2 separate regions of the Zea mays genome follow, and region 2 is linked to region 1. Evidence: chromatin contacts called from public Hi-C data. All regions are on one chromosome and are shown on one strand. The core of a region is the stretch at or near the end of the contact, and the rest is flanking DNA. Distances in the headings are between cores, read along the strand shown. Region 1 holds the start of LOC103631261 (phospholipase D Z). Region 2 overlaps LOC100274161 (transcription initiation factor TFIID subunit 5).

The links. Hi-C and Micro-C count contacts between places; a contact is called where the count stands out from the background.
Region 2: a contact with region 1 is called in a Hi-C map of leaf, with 6 times the contacts expected there. The contact joins the enhancer-like site here to the promoter of LOC103631261 in region 1. A contact is called at or near these places in 2 of 25 Hi-C or Micro-C datasets (ear and leaf).

The regions. Positions count from the first base shown.
Region 1 is chr6:105,778,639-105,784,632 of Zm-B73-REFERENCE-NAM-5.0, forward strand. It overlaps LOC103631261 (phospholipase D Z), which reads left to right and starts at 2,578. Exons shown (of 7, transcript XR_004850231.1): 1 at 2,578-3,082; 2 at 3,283-3,487; 3 at 3,748-3,949; 4 at 4,056-4,249; 5 at 4,671-4,824; 6 at 4,951-5,575; 7 at 5,717-5,994. It overlaps LOC103629697 (ubiquitin-NEDD8-like protein RUB2), which reads right to left and starts at 2,108. Exons shown (of 3, transcript XM_008650808.4): 1 at 1,752-2,108; 2 at 388-647; 3 at 1-275. The coding sequence starts at 1,844. The coding sequence ends at 167.
Region 2 is chr6:106,072,803-106,078,739 of Zm-B73-REFERENCE-NAM-5.0, forward strand. LOC100274161 (transcription initiation factor TFIID subunit 5) reads right to left here. Exons shown (of 13, transcript XM_008650810.4): 7 at 5,701-5,788; 8 at 5,469-5,578; 9 at 5,222-5,320; 10 at 4,876-4,936; 11 at 3,238-3,333; 12 at 3,064-3,142; 13 at 2,542-2,972. The coding sequence ends at 3,251. Among protein-coding and RNA genes, the nearest start is that of LOC100274161, 31 kb to the right of the region's middle. Within about 2 kb of position 2,294, at least 16 of the 20 cell types and tissues checked have an H3K27ac peak or open chromatin away from gene starts, as enhancers often do. A contact at or near this core is called in ear and leaf, where this site is marked.

The DNA of each region.
Region 1 (5,994 bases), core at 1,328-3,827:
ACAACTGAATGAACTAGTTCAAGCATTTCTTAAACAGTACAGATGACACCTGACTCTAGTAGTCTGCTAATCACATGGTACAATCAACCACCCAATACAAGGCTTCAATTCTGAAACAACTCCATGTAACAGATACCATAAGCAGAAACTACAAGAACTTTTTAATCTAGCAACCACCCCTCAGAGCAAGAACAAGATGGAGCACTGAACCACCTTCAATGTTGTAATCCTTGGCAGTTTTGTCATCAGCAAGTTGCTTCCCAGCATAAATGAGCCTATGCATGGAACATTTTTATTAGGACCACACAATGCTAAAAAAGATTACAAGAATTTGGAGCTTAGAAAAAGGTTTCACATTCATTTAGATTTTGGGGGCAAGTAGAGTACCTCTGCTGAATAGGTGGGATGCCTTCTTTCTCCTCAACACGCTCCTTGATCCTATAAATTGTGTCATTGGGCTCGATGTCAATCTCGATTTCCTTCCCAGTTAGTGTCTTCACCTTGATCATAGTTCCACCCTTGAGCCTCAAGACCAAAGGGAGTGTTGACTCCTTCTGAATGTTGTAATCAGCTAAAGTTTTCCCATCCTCCAATTGCTTGCCAGCAAAAATCAGCCTCTGGTGGTCAGGCAAAATGCCCTCCTTGTCCTGAAAAATACAAAGTCAGATACCCTGCCGAGTTAGAATGGCATTCTTTCACCTGTCTCTGAATCAGTGTTACTTAAAATTGATTATCACAAGTTTTGGAATTTGATTCACATTTAAATGCACTTGGCAAAACAAATGATACATGAAAAATGATCACACATGGACAAAGGTGTGGGATACAAATATTGAACATGGACAAGTGTTAGCAAATAAAATTTACTTGAGCATGGACAATGTTATCCAAAGCTAGCTCCGATTGAGGTTTTTGACTAGGCAATTTTTTGTTCACCAGAAATGACTCAAAGTCGGCTTTTATTTCCTAAAATGTGTTTGAGAATCTAAGCAGCAGTTGCACTCCAAAAACATAAGCGAAAATAAGGAATATCTCGCTACTTTGCAAATCCTAACAGAGGATAAGAAACATGTTATTCCGCAATGGGACCGGGTTACAAGTAAGATCAAAGTCATGGTTTTCCTAAACTAAGTCACATAGTATACAAAACGAAGTATTACAAAAAAAGATGGCTTGGCCTTTAATTAAGTAGCAACCATGATGCAATATGGAGGCCTCCATTCCAAATTGTAATTTGTTTTGGTTTTTCTAGGATCTAGGTGCATAGTTTGTGCTACTCAAAACGACTTACAATTTGGCAATGAGGGAGTAAAAGCCATAAATAGTGATACTCAGTATTAGTATGGGGTCAACTCTTTACATTCTTATTATGAAAAGAATTCTATGCTAGGTGCTTGTGGAAATATTACATCTTCCATAACCACATAACAGTTTATAGGTACTAAATTTCCTAAATTTGTTTGTTCATCACAACGAATAAGGCTTAAGTGTCGACAGTACACGGCACGATACCAACCAGCAAAAAATTACCATAAGCGCCAGTTATGAGGAGAATCTTCATACTTCAGCCAATAGACACTATCCCAAGATCTATTTCCCCGCAAAGGGTAAGAACCGCACTAAAGGAACTACCAAATCGATGAAGCAATCAACACGACTACTCCGATGTTATCACCGATCACGAAGGACACAATTCGGCTACGAATCGGGAGTCGTAGAGGTGAACAAGGGGGAGGGGAGGGGTGGCAGACCTGGATCTTGGCCTTGACATTATCGATGGTGTCGCTGCTCTCGACCTCGACCGTGATGGTCTTCCCCGTCAGCGTCAAGATGAAGAGCTGCATCTCGTTGGCTACGACCCGCGGTCTGGGGCTAGGGTTTACGGTGGCCTACCGCGTGAAGTCGCCGAAGCAAAAGTCCGAACCGAACGAGGAGGGAGGCTCTCGCAGTGTTGATTAAAGAAGAATATGATGATTGAGGAATGAGGAAGCGAAGAGGGCGTGTGGTTGTTTTGCATATTTGCACCTGGAGGTGTTCATGTTCGCATCGAGGTCCTCCGTGTCAGGTTGCGGCCGCTGCATGTGGGCCCCAGTGCCATCTCCGATTCGAAGCCAGGGGACTCGGGGGAGTGCCTTTCAGCTGTCATGGGCACGTGGCTGCCAGATGTAGTGGACCGTAAAACAAGACTTATTTGGGCCTTGTATTGGCCCAGCTGTCCGGAATTTCGAATGGTATCGCAGACTAGGCTGATCATGCCTGATGTAAAATCACCCCGCTCAATTTCAACAAACCCTATCCTACTTGTTTCTATTTCTATGTATATCAATTACTCACTATAGAAAAATACATATATCTTTTATTCTAATTATACAATTACTTTAAATAGCCATACACCTAAGTGTACTAGTCTATATCGCAGGTGCTTGTCCACTGGTTTGTAGGGGAAACAAAAGAACAGATTTGCTTGCACTCAAATATAGTAGTAGTAATAGTAGGCTGGAGTGTACTGTAGACGGAGAAAGCTGAACGAATGGTCCCACTCTATCCAATCCATACGAAGAGAATATGCTTGGCCTGAACAGTGGACATCCGTCACGTTTGAACGGAGCGAAAAAATCGGAGCAATGGAGGCGGCATCTTCGGCCACGGATCCACCGCCCATGGCGGCGCGTTTCGTTTCTCCGTTACCTTGTCAAAATATATCAACCGGTACAGCCGTGCAGGCGCAGTGCGTTGACCTGGTGGATCTTTGATCTGTCCATTTAAATTTGGCAGGTGTAATTGTCATTTTAAAATTTGGCGTGCGGCATGCATGATTACTGATCACATAAACAGGTTTGACCCTCCGATTCGAGTTCACTTGCACACGACTTCACACTCTCCCTCATAGTTGGGCTGACGATACCAGCCATGCCCTCCTCCCTCCATCGCCGCCGGCTCCTCCTCCTCGTCGTCGCTGCCGCCGCGCTGCGGGGGGCGCCGTTGGCGGACGCCGGCGCGGACACCTGCAAGGCGTGGTTGGTGCAGTCCATCCCCACGGACATGCCGCACCTGAGCCGCATCCCCGGGGTCCTATCCACGGGTTCGTCTCTCTCTCTCTCTCTCTCTCTCTCGTCTATGGGGGTTTGCCAGTTTGGGGAATGGGGAGTAGGCGTATGCTGAATTGGTGATACATAGCTGGTGATGGTGGTAGTGGGTTTGTGAAATTACTAATGCTTCTTGCAGCCGTCACTACGTATATCCATCCATTGGGCTGCTGATTTCTGTGGGTCCTGACCTCAGGAGATGTGCTCCAGTGGCTCTCGGGGAATGCAACGAAGAGTCTGGACATCCTTGCGCAGTACTGGCAGTTCTTGCCCCAGCCGAACAATCCGAAATCGGGGGACTACGGGTTTTCCGAGAGTGACATGAGGAGATTCGGGGCCGATGAGGGCCGCCGGGTTTACAAGGCACTGGAAAATGCTGCAGACCGTAAGATCAAAATCAGGCAAGTATCGAGTATCATACTTGAACTGTCAGTTTCTATAATGTTGGTGATTATTACTTAACCATAGGATGATTGGAATAGTAGTAGAGTATGTTGGAACATTGACATATAGTTATCGGCCAACAGAAAAACTGGTGTCACAATTGAATCACAAAGAAGAGAAGTGATAAAGCAAACAAGCAAAACATTTATAAATAACTAAACAGTGTGTCCATGTAGAGATTTCGTTTCTCTATTGACAAGCTGTGGTATCATTTCAGGATTGTCCAGCACTCTGGATTTGCTCCTGATTTTGACCAAGAGAGCGCAGACCTGGCTGCAGGAAGACCAAATGTTGAGAACGCAACCGTTCTTTTCGAGGACTGGTGGGGATCTGGTGTTGTGCACGCAAAGGTCTGGATATCAGATAAGAAGGATGTGTATATAGGTTCCGCAAACAACGACTGGAAATCCCTTACTCAGGTATATCCGACAAAAAAAAACAGGCTCTGCTAAATTTGCAGTATGGTGTTGAGAAAAAAAAACAATTTGGTAAACCTGTGTGGCACTACTTTTACATGCATTGCAGGTTAAGGAGCTTGGGATTTATTTTGCTGGTTGCCCACAGATAGCAAAAACTGTGGAGGTCTATTTTCAAAACCTGTGGACGCTTTCAACCCTCAACTCAACTTTTTACACCAAACAAGCCTGGGATACGCAGTGGCAAGTTTCTAGAAAGGTTCCATGCTGGTCTCATTTCCTACAGCCCAAAGAAAGATGCAGGTTTGCATCTCCCTCTGCAGGTCACATGCAGCGATCTACTACTTAGTGCACAAATTTGAAGGGGAAAAATGGCTGGTACATAGATGGCAATAAATTATGTACAATCTAAGCACACAATTTTGAAGGAAAAAAAATGGCTGGTACATAGATGGGAAATAAATTATGTACAACCTATCCATTAACCTATATTGTCTGCATTTATCTTAGTGCTGATCCATCTTCGATTCTGAAAATGCTCGGTACATACGATCCTTTATACCTTTGTCACTCATCTTTATAATGATTCAGTGGCTGCTAATTACTTATTAAATCCTGTCTTGTGGCTCCGTCAAATGCCTTAAAAATATTCAAGCATGGTATTTTCCTTTTAGACTTTTTTTGCTAGATCAAATAAAGAGATTTATTCTTAATGTGCGAACAGGTCACCCATACCACTTTCAGTTGACATCCCATATGTAGATGGATATCCAGCTCTTGCAAATCCTGAAATGATTGATGTTTCGTTTGAAACCCCTGGGTACAAGAAACCTACTCAGGAGCACTACTTGAGCTACCTTTCCTTTGCGCCACCTGAGGTAACTTTGTAGCACATTATAGACATCTAGGTATTGCTAGTCCGTAGTCTTCAGTGTATCGATGCTTTTGTAAACTAACTTTTAGTGTAAACTCATTGATATTCATGGTGATATGTACTTATGCAGTGCATATTCAATGGAATTTTTCAGTGTGCGAGGATGCCAAGTTTGTTTGTCTACATCATCTGGTTGGCCTAAGAAAAAAGTCATCTGACTGACCTTGTACTTTCACCCATACATCAACATTTTTCATATACATACATTAAGTATTCATGTTTCATTACCTTAACTTATATGACATAATTTTTCGTAAACATTGAATTAAGACATGCAATATAATAAGGTGTTGTTTGGTTTATAATTTGTAACGTAAATGGTAATGGGTAATAGGTTTGAATAGACCGGTATCAGTTTTTAGTGTGGTCTCTGATTACGGTTGGACTTAAACAAACATGATTTAACGTTATTGGTTACTCATCATATTACAATTATGTGCAGCACCTAAAAGATAACTGGTCCCGGGGACTAATTAATCTAGTAAGTAGTGCATTTCGGGACGTTGGTTTCATCTTTTCTTGTTTCACAGGTGACATTTGGCAGATTCCAAGCAGATGAGCAGGGGTGGGTTGACACCATCAAGTCTGTTAAGCTTGGGGGAATTGTAAGAATGAATACCATGGATTGGCTTGGGCAGTCACAGTATGCTACCCAAACAGTCTACTGGTCATCTTTATCGTCAGCAATCTCAGAGGTATTCACAACTGGATCCAACATTTGACCCTGGCAAAAAAAAACCCAGATTTGCTCTCTTTTCTGAAGGTTTTTCTTCAATCTACCTCTAATTAGCAACAAGGCAGTGCTCTGACACCAAGGGTAAACTGACTCTCGCCAGGTAGTATTCTCAAAGAACGCGACCGTGAGGCTACTCGTCGCCTACTGGGCGCATCTCATCCCAAACACCGAGAAATACCTGAAGAGCCTACTGTACTCCAACGTTCTCTGCGCGTCTTCGGCGTACAACCACTGTGGCGGCAAGGTCGAGATCAAGTACTACGTGGTTCCTGGGCACAACGAGACCGGACCTGCTCTGTCCCAGGGCGGCGCCGCGACGGGGAACCGTTACCCTGGCTTCACCAGGGTGAACCACGGCAAGTACGCCGTCAGCGACGT
Region 2 (5,937 bases), core at 1,044-3,543, 290 kb after region 1:
GATTTACAAAAAGATATTGCAAAAACAAAACATGTGGTGCAAGCATGGTCCAAAATGTTAACAAATGAAGAAACAATCCATGCATATCTTATAAGTATTTATATTGGCTCAATTCCAAGCAACCTTTGCACTTACATTATGCAAGCTAGTTCAATTATGCACTTCTATATTTGCTTTGGTTTGTGATGGCATCAATCACCAAAAAGGGGGAGATTGAAAGGGAATTAGGCTTACACCTAGTTCCTAATTGATTTTGGTGGTTGAATTGCCCAACACAAATAATTGAACTAACTAGTTTGCTCTAGTGGACAAGTTATACAGGTGCCAAAGGTTCACACTTAGCCAATAAAAAGACCAAGTATTGGGTTCAACAAAAGAGCAAAGGGATAACCGAAGGCACCTCTGGTCTGGCGCACCGGACTGTCCGGTGTGCCACCGGACAGTGTCCGGTGCACCAGAGGACTCCAACTCAACTCGCCACCTTCGGGAAAATCCAGAGGCGCTCCGCTATAATTCACCGGACTGTCCGGTGTACACCGGACAGTGTTCGGTGCTCCAAGGAAGAGCGGCCTCAGGAACTCGCCAGCTTCGGGAATTCGCAACGACTAGTCCACTATAATTCACCGGACATGTCCGGTGTGCACCGGACTGTCCGGTGTGACAACGGAGCAACGGATACTTCGGAGCCAACGGCTACCTGCAGCGCATTGAATGCACGCCAGCGCGCGCAGAAGTCAGGCACGCCCATGCTGGCGCACCGGACACTCTACAGTGCATGTCCGGTGCGCCACCGGACATCCAGGCGGGCCCAGAAGACAGAGCTCCAATGGTCGGAACCCAACGGCTATGGTGACGTGGCTGGCGCACCGGACATGTCCGGTGTTTGGTGGTTGGGGCTATAAATACCCCCAACCACCCACCATTCATTGCATCCAAGTTTTCATACTTCCAACCACTTACAAGAGCTAGGCATTCAATTCTAGACACACTCAAGAGATCAAATCCTCTCCCAAATTCCACACAAAGCTTTAGTGACTAGTGAGAGAGATTTGCTTGTGTTCTTTCGAGCTCTTGCGCTTGGATTGCTTTCTTCTTTCTTAATTCTTTATTGCGATCAAACTCACTTGTAATTGAGGCAAGAGACACCAATCTTGTGGTGGTCCTTGTGGGAACTTTGTGTTCCAAGTGATTGAGAAGAAGAAGCTCACTCGGTCCGAGGGACCGTTTGAGAGAGGGAAAGGGTTGAAAGAGACCCGGTCTTTGTGACCACCTCAACGGGGAGTAGGTTTGCAAGAACCGAACCTCGGTAAAACAAATCCGCGTGTCACACCTCTTATTTGCTTGCTTTTGTTTTGCACCCTCTCTCGCGGACTCGATTATATTTCTAACGCTAACCCGGCTTGTAGTTGTAATTATTTTGGAGAATTTCAGTTTTGCCCTATTCACCCCCCTCTAGGCGACTATCAGTTACAACCCGAGAAATTAGAGAGGGATGCGAAATGCGATGGTTCAAACTCTAGCATCATGTTCATTTTTTGGACATTTATTTCATTCGTTGCGCTCGCTGCTGCAGACAACGCACGAAGAGGAACTCACAATTTAATATAGTAGAGATTTAGTTATTCTAAATATAAAAAATTGTAAATATAAAAATAATAAGTTAGATAGATACACAAACAAATATGTATGTTATCTATACCACTATATAATCTATACCCAACACTTATGGAAAGATAGAGTATCATTTATACCACTATATAATCTATCATATATATTAAACTTCGCAAAATTTACCATCCAAACCACATCTCAACCCATAACCTTCACTAAATTCACCAATTAAATTACACCTAGACTTAACATGTCATCATCTCATACTCTCGTATCGCTGAATAACCTCATCTTACTTATTCACTCAAATCCAATGAACAATATTATTTAGATCATTTCTCACTCCTCTCCCACGAATCCACTGCCCTAGCCTCCCCTGCCCCTCACTCGCGTTGCCGCCACCGAATCCCTATTTAGGATCGTAGCGTTAGCACGGGCTATATGCTAATCTTATAGAAAGATGACATTCGGTATTTAGTGTTTTTTTGGGTTAAATCTTCGATGTCTTCGCCTTCACGCTGGACATCCGTATTGGTCCGATGTAGGAAAAGACGACAGCTCCTTTTTGCCCACACTCGAGTTTATAAGGAAATGGTAGGCAAGCAGACGGAGACAAGACGACGACACCCCACCACCACCAATTAGCCAGGCGAACAGATGGACATGAAGATGACAGCTGCTACACGCTGAAGTCAATAAGCCAAGCGTCTGATTCTGGACCACCAGCGCAGGGAAAGGACAGTCACCACCAGCCAATCGCCAATCGAATAGGCAAAATCTGGATTTTTTATGGCTAATGATGAATCATGATGTCACGAAACAAACCGGTCCAATATTTTACCTGACTATTCACTTTCAGGTCCACAGGGGCACTATTTTAGGCTCAAGATGCTACAAGTACAAGCACATGGTTACTGGGTACAGGGTTGCTTCGTCAAAGGTATAGGATGATCCATATTTTACATGTTTGAGAAGTAGATAAAATGCATTGTTTTGTCACCAAATCATCCGGTCATCCCTTACAAGCTATCTCCTATCAGGCATATGTACATTTAGTGGCGTTTATAAATCATAAGATCACAACCTAAAAAAAATTACACGACGTATTTACCTAATAACAATGTCACAATGTTGCAAGCACGCTACAAAGCATCTGCGGTGCTCAATTCCGCTGTGCATACATGCTGGGCCGTTGAGATTGCTAACGAAAATATTAGCTCTACAATAGGATCCACAGCGGAGTCTGCGAAATGCCAACTTCACTACTCCATGTCAAAACCGGAACAGTTCTAGCTGTATTCTACGAAACACGCAGCTTACGCGAGAGCACCGGAGGCAAACAGAAGGTTCCTCCGAGAAAACTGCAATTCCCAGAGATCCGCAAGCTCTTCAGTTTCCACCGCATAGTACCCCCCCAAAAAAATGATGCTGAATAAAGGAGAAATTTCTCACCCGCAGGCTATAGACAGGAGCTGATTTTGTAGGCAGAGATTTAAGCAGTCTCAGTCGGTTAGCTGATGAGCTGCCTTTGCTGTTTCAGAAAAAACACAAGGGTGTTTTGCAGTCAGAGCAAGACAATTTAAGTGTATGCTCGAATGGATGAGGATCTTAACATGTCAAACTTACGTGTCCTCTGTCTTCAGGGCTTTTGTGCTGAAAGCGACATCCCAGAGCTTAACAGTACAGTCAGCCGACCCCGATGCAAGCAATGCTCCTTCGCAGCTAAAACAACAGGATATATTAACCAACAGCATAAGTCACATATCATATAAAATAAAATCCCTTAAATTACAAGTAAATGCAGTTTAACCTTGCGTCAGAACAGCGCACATCATGAACAGTAATAGAATTGTGCATTCTTTTCAGGGCAGAGGAAGTACATTTGAGGCACTAAGGTCATCTCCAACAGCTTTTCTATCTCACCTCATATCTCATCTCTTATTTCAAACTCTACTGTGTAAACAGTGTAAACCAATGTTTTGCACGACCATATGCACGGTACGGCCTTACATTGCAACTTAAATAAAGTGGAAACCAGCGCAAGAGGAAAAAGGCGGCAACCTACAGCAGGGTTTAATCTTTACATGCTACTAGACAGGACTGGCACGCGTGAAAGAACAGACGAAAAGTAAAAAGGAGATGAACAGTGTGGACAGTAAATTTCAGCTCAAACAGTGCTGGCCTCACAGCCTAACACATGTCAGGACGCGGAGCGACGGAGGTATGATGGATGACCGAAACACGGACGCGAAGGGAGAGGGGTTCAAGTTTTAAGGAACCTAATATATCCCACTGGTATGGGTTGCTAGACGCATTGCCATTTTGCAAAGGTTCTCACCCCGTCCCCCCCCCCCCCCCCCCCCCCACCCAAAAAAAATGTATTGTTGCTAGTGTTTTAAAGATTTGCCCATTAGTGTAACAGTAATATCATGTGTCAGTATGTTGGAGAAGATAAAAAATTGTACTCCTGCTCAAAATATAGAGATCCATGGTACATTGAAGTTGTAAGACAAGAAATTATCAGACACTCCCCATTCTGGTTTTTCTAGGTACAATGTTTTGCTATACACCTAAATATAGATCACGTTTATACATACATAAAAAAAGTTATGTATCTAGAAGAGCTAGAATGGCTTATATTTTGGAGTGGAGGGAGTATATGAGAGTGATTAAGGACTACTGGTGTACATCCAAAAGGCAATGACAGAGCAAAGCAGAGAGCACTAAACCCAAAGTAGCACTATGCTTTGAAGCCTAAAAACTAAGTTTGCCAAAAGATATTTGAATTAGATTGCAAACCTAGTTGAGAAAAAAAAACGAATGTTCAGTTTAAAGAGCTCATAGGATAAGTATCAACTTTGATCAACTAAAAAAAACTAAAGCAAGCAGAAACAGAACAACTTTGCCCTTATAGATCATGCCCATAGACTAGTGTAATTCTGAAATACATCAGAATCTGTGAGACCGCTAGTTTCAAGACATCATTTCATGAGATCAAATTACATGATCTTCAAATTAAATACTACCAACAAGGATTATGAAATGTTAAGCACTGATTCCTTGATACAGCACTATTGTAAAATTACATGGTCCTGCTGACTAAACTGGTTATGAGTGACGGCTGGACTTACCAGCTTATCAAGATTCCTTTAACTACAATGAAAACTTGCTCTTTGGGCAAGCTCATGCAAGAGGCGTTCAGATAAAAAGAAACTTGGGGTGAAGTGGTGAACTGAAGAAGTTACAACAGCATATAATAATTACCTGAAAGCAAGTGTCCCCACACAAGAGAAGTATTTTGCTTTCCACCTTCTGTATTCCTTTTCTGTAGAAAAATATAATGAGAAAACTTATGACAAGGGATAATAAATCAAATATGGATTGCAAAGACACCAAAATTCCTATGACCAGGAACACAGGTATGCACAGTCAAACCAAGCAACGAGCCTTTGCTATTAGCTACAGCCTACAGATAGCGCAGTTGGGCTGTTGGGGCACATTCTCAGACACACGAGTAAAACAAAGGTTGGTATTTCAATGGCAACAGTACAGATTACAAAACACAATGTGAGAAGATACTGATATTACAAACTACAAAGGACTTCCTTGCCTTGTTATCTTCTGCATCAGCATCGTTGCTTTCAGCTTCTATTTTATCAGATTCTGCTAGTGCCTTCTCCATTTGCTCTTCAACAGAATCTTCAAGCAACTGCAAAACATAAATTTAAATGAAGTATACGAGAGCATATTGAACAGCACATGTTAACTTGGCTGGAAATACATCAAATATAAAATATTTAATCTGCAGTTGGCTATTTCACACAATTTAATAACAGACCAACAGATGCATAACATACCCCCCAATGTACTTCCTTCTGATTTATTTGTTTTGCCAAGTCCTTACTTGTCCCAATCAGAGCAACAACATCAGCATCATCAGAGATTAATGAGGACTGCCCAGGAGATACTGCCAATGTAGCGTACATAGAAGTGGTAGAGAAGATTGTCAGGAATGAAAATGCAGAAACTGCAGAAGTACAATAAGAAATTACAAATAGGAGTACATTTCAACAGATCATGCAATTGTACCTTCAAAAGTTATGTGCTCATTGATTACTCCAAGCACCACAAAAGCTTGTGTTTTCTGGAGATACTGGAGAAGCAATTCATACGAATACTGTAATTGAAAATAAGGTAAAAGTTAAGTTGGGGCAGCTGATGTTTTTTCTTCCAAATAGCAACACCAAAGCTTCCAAGAAATCAAATCACAATAGCTGTCAAAGAATGCAGCAAAAAGATATAGAATAATGGTGCACTACAAGTCTA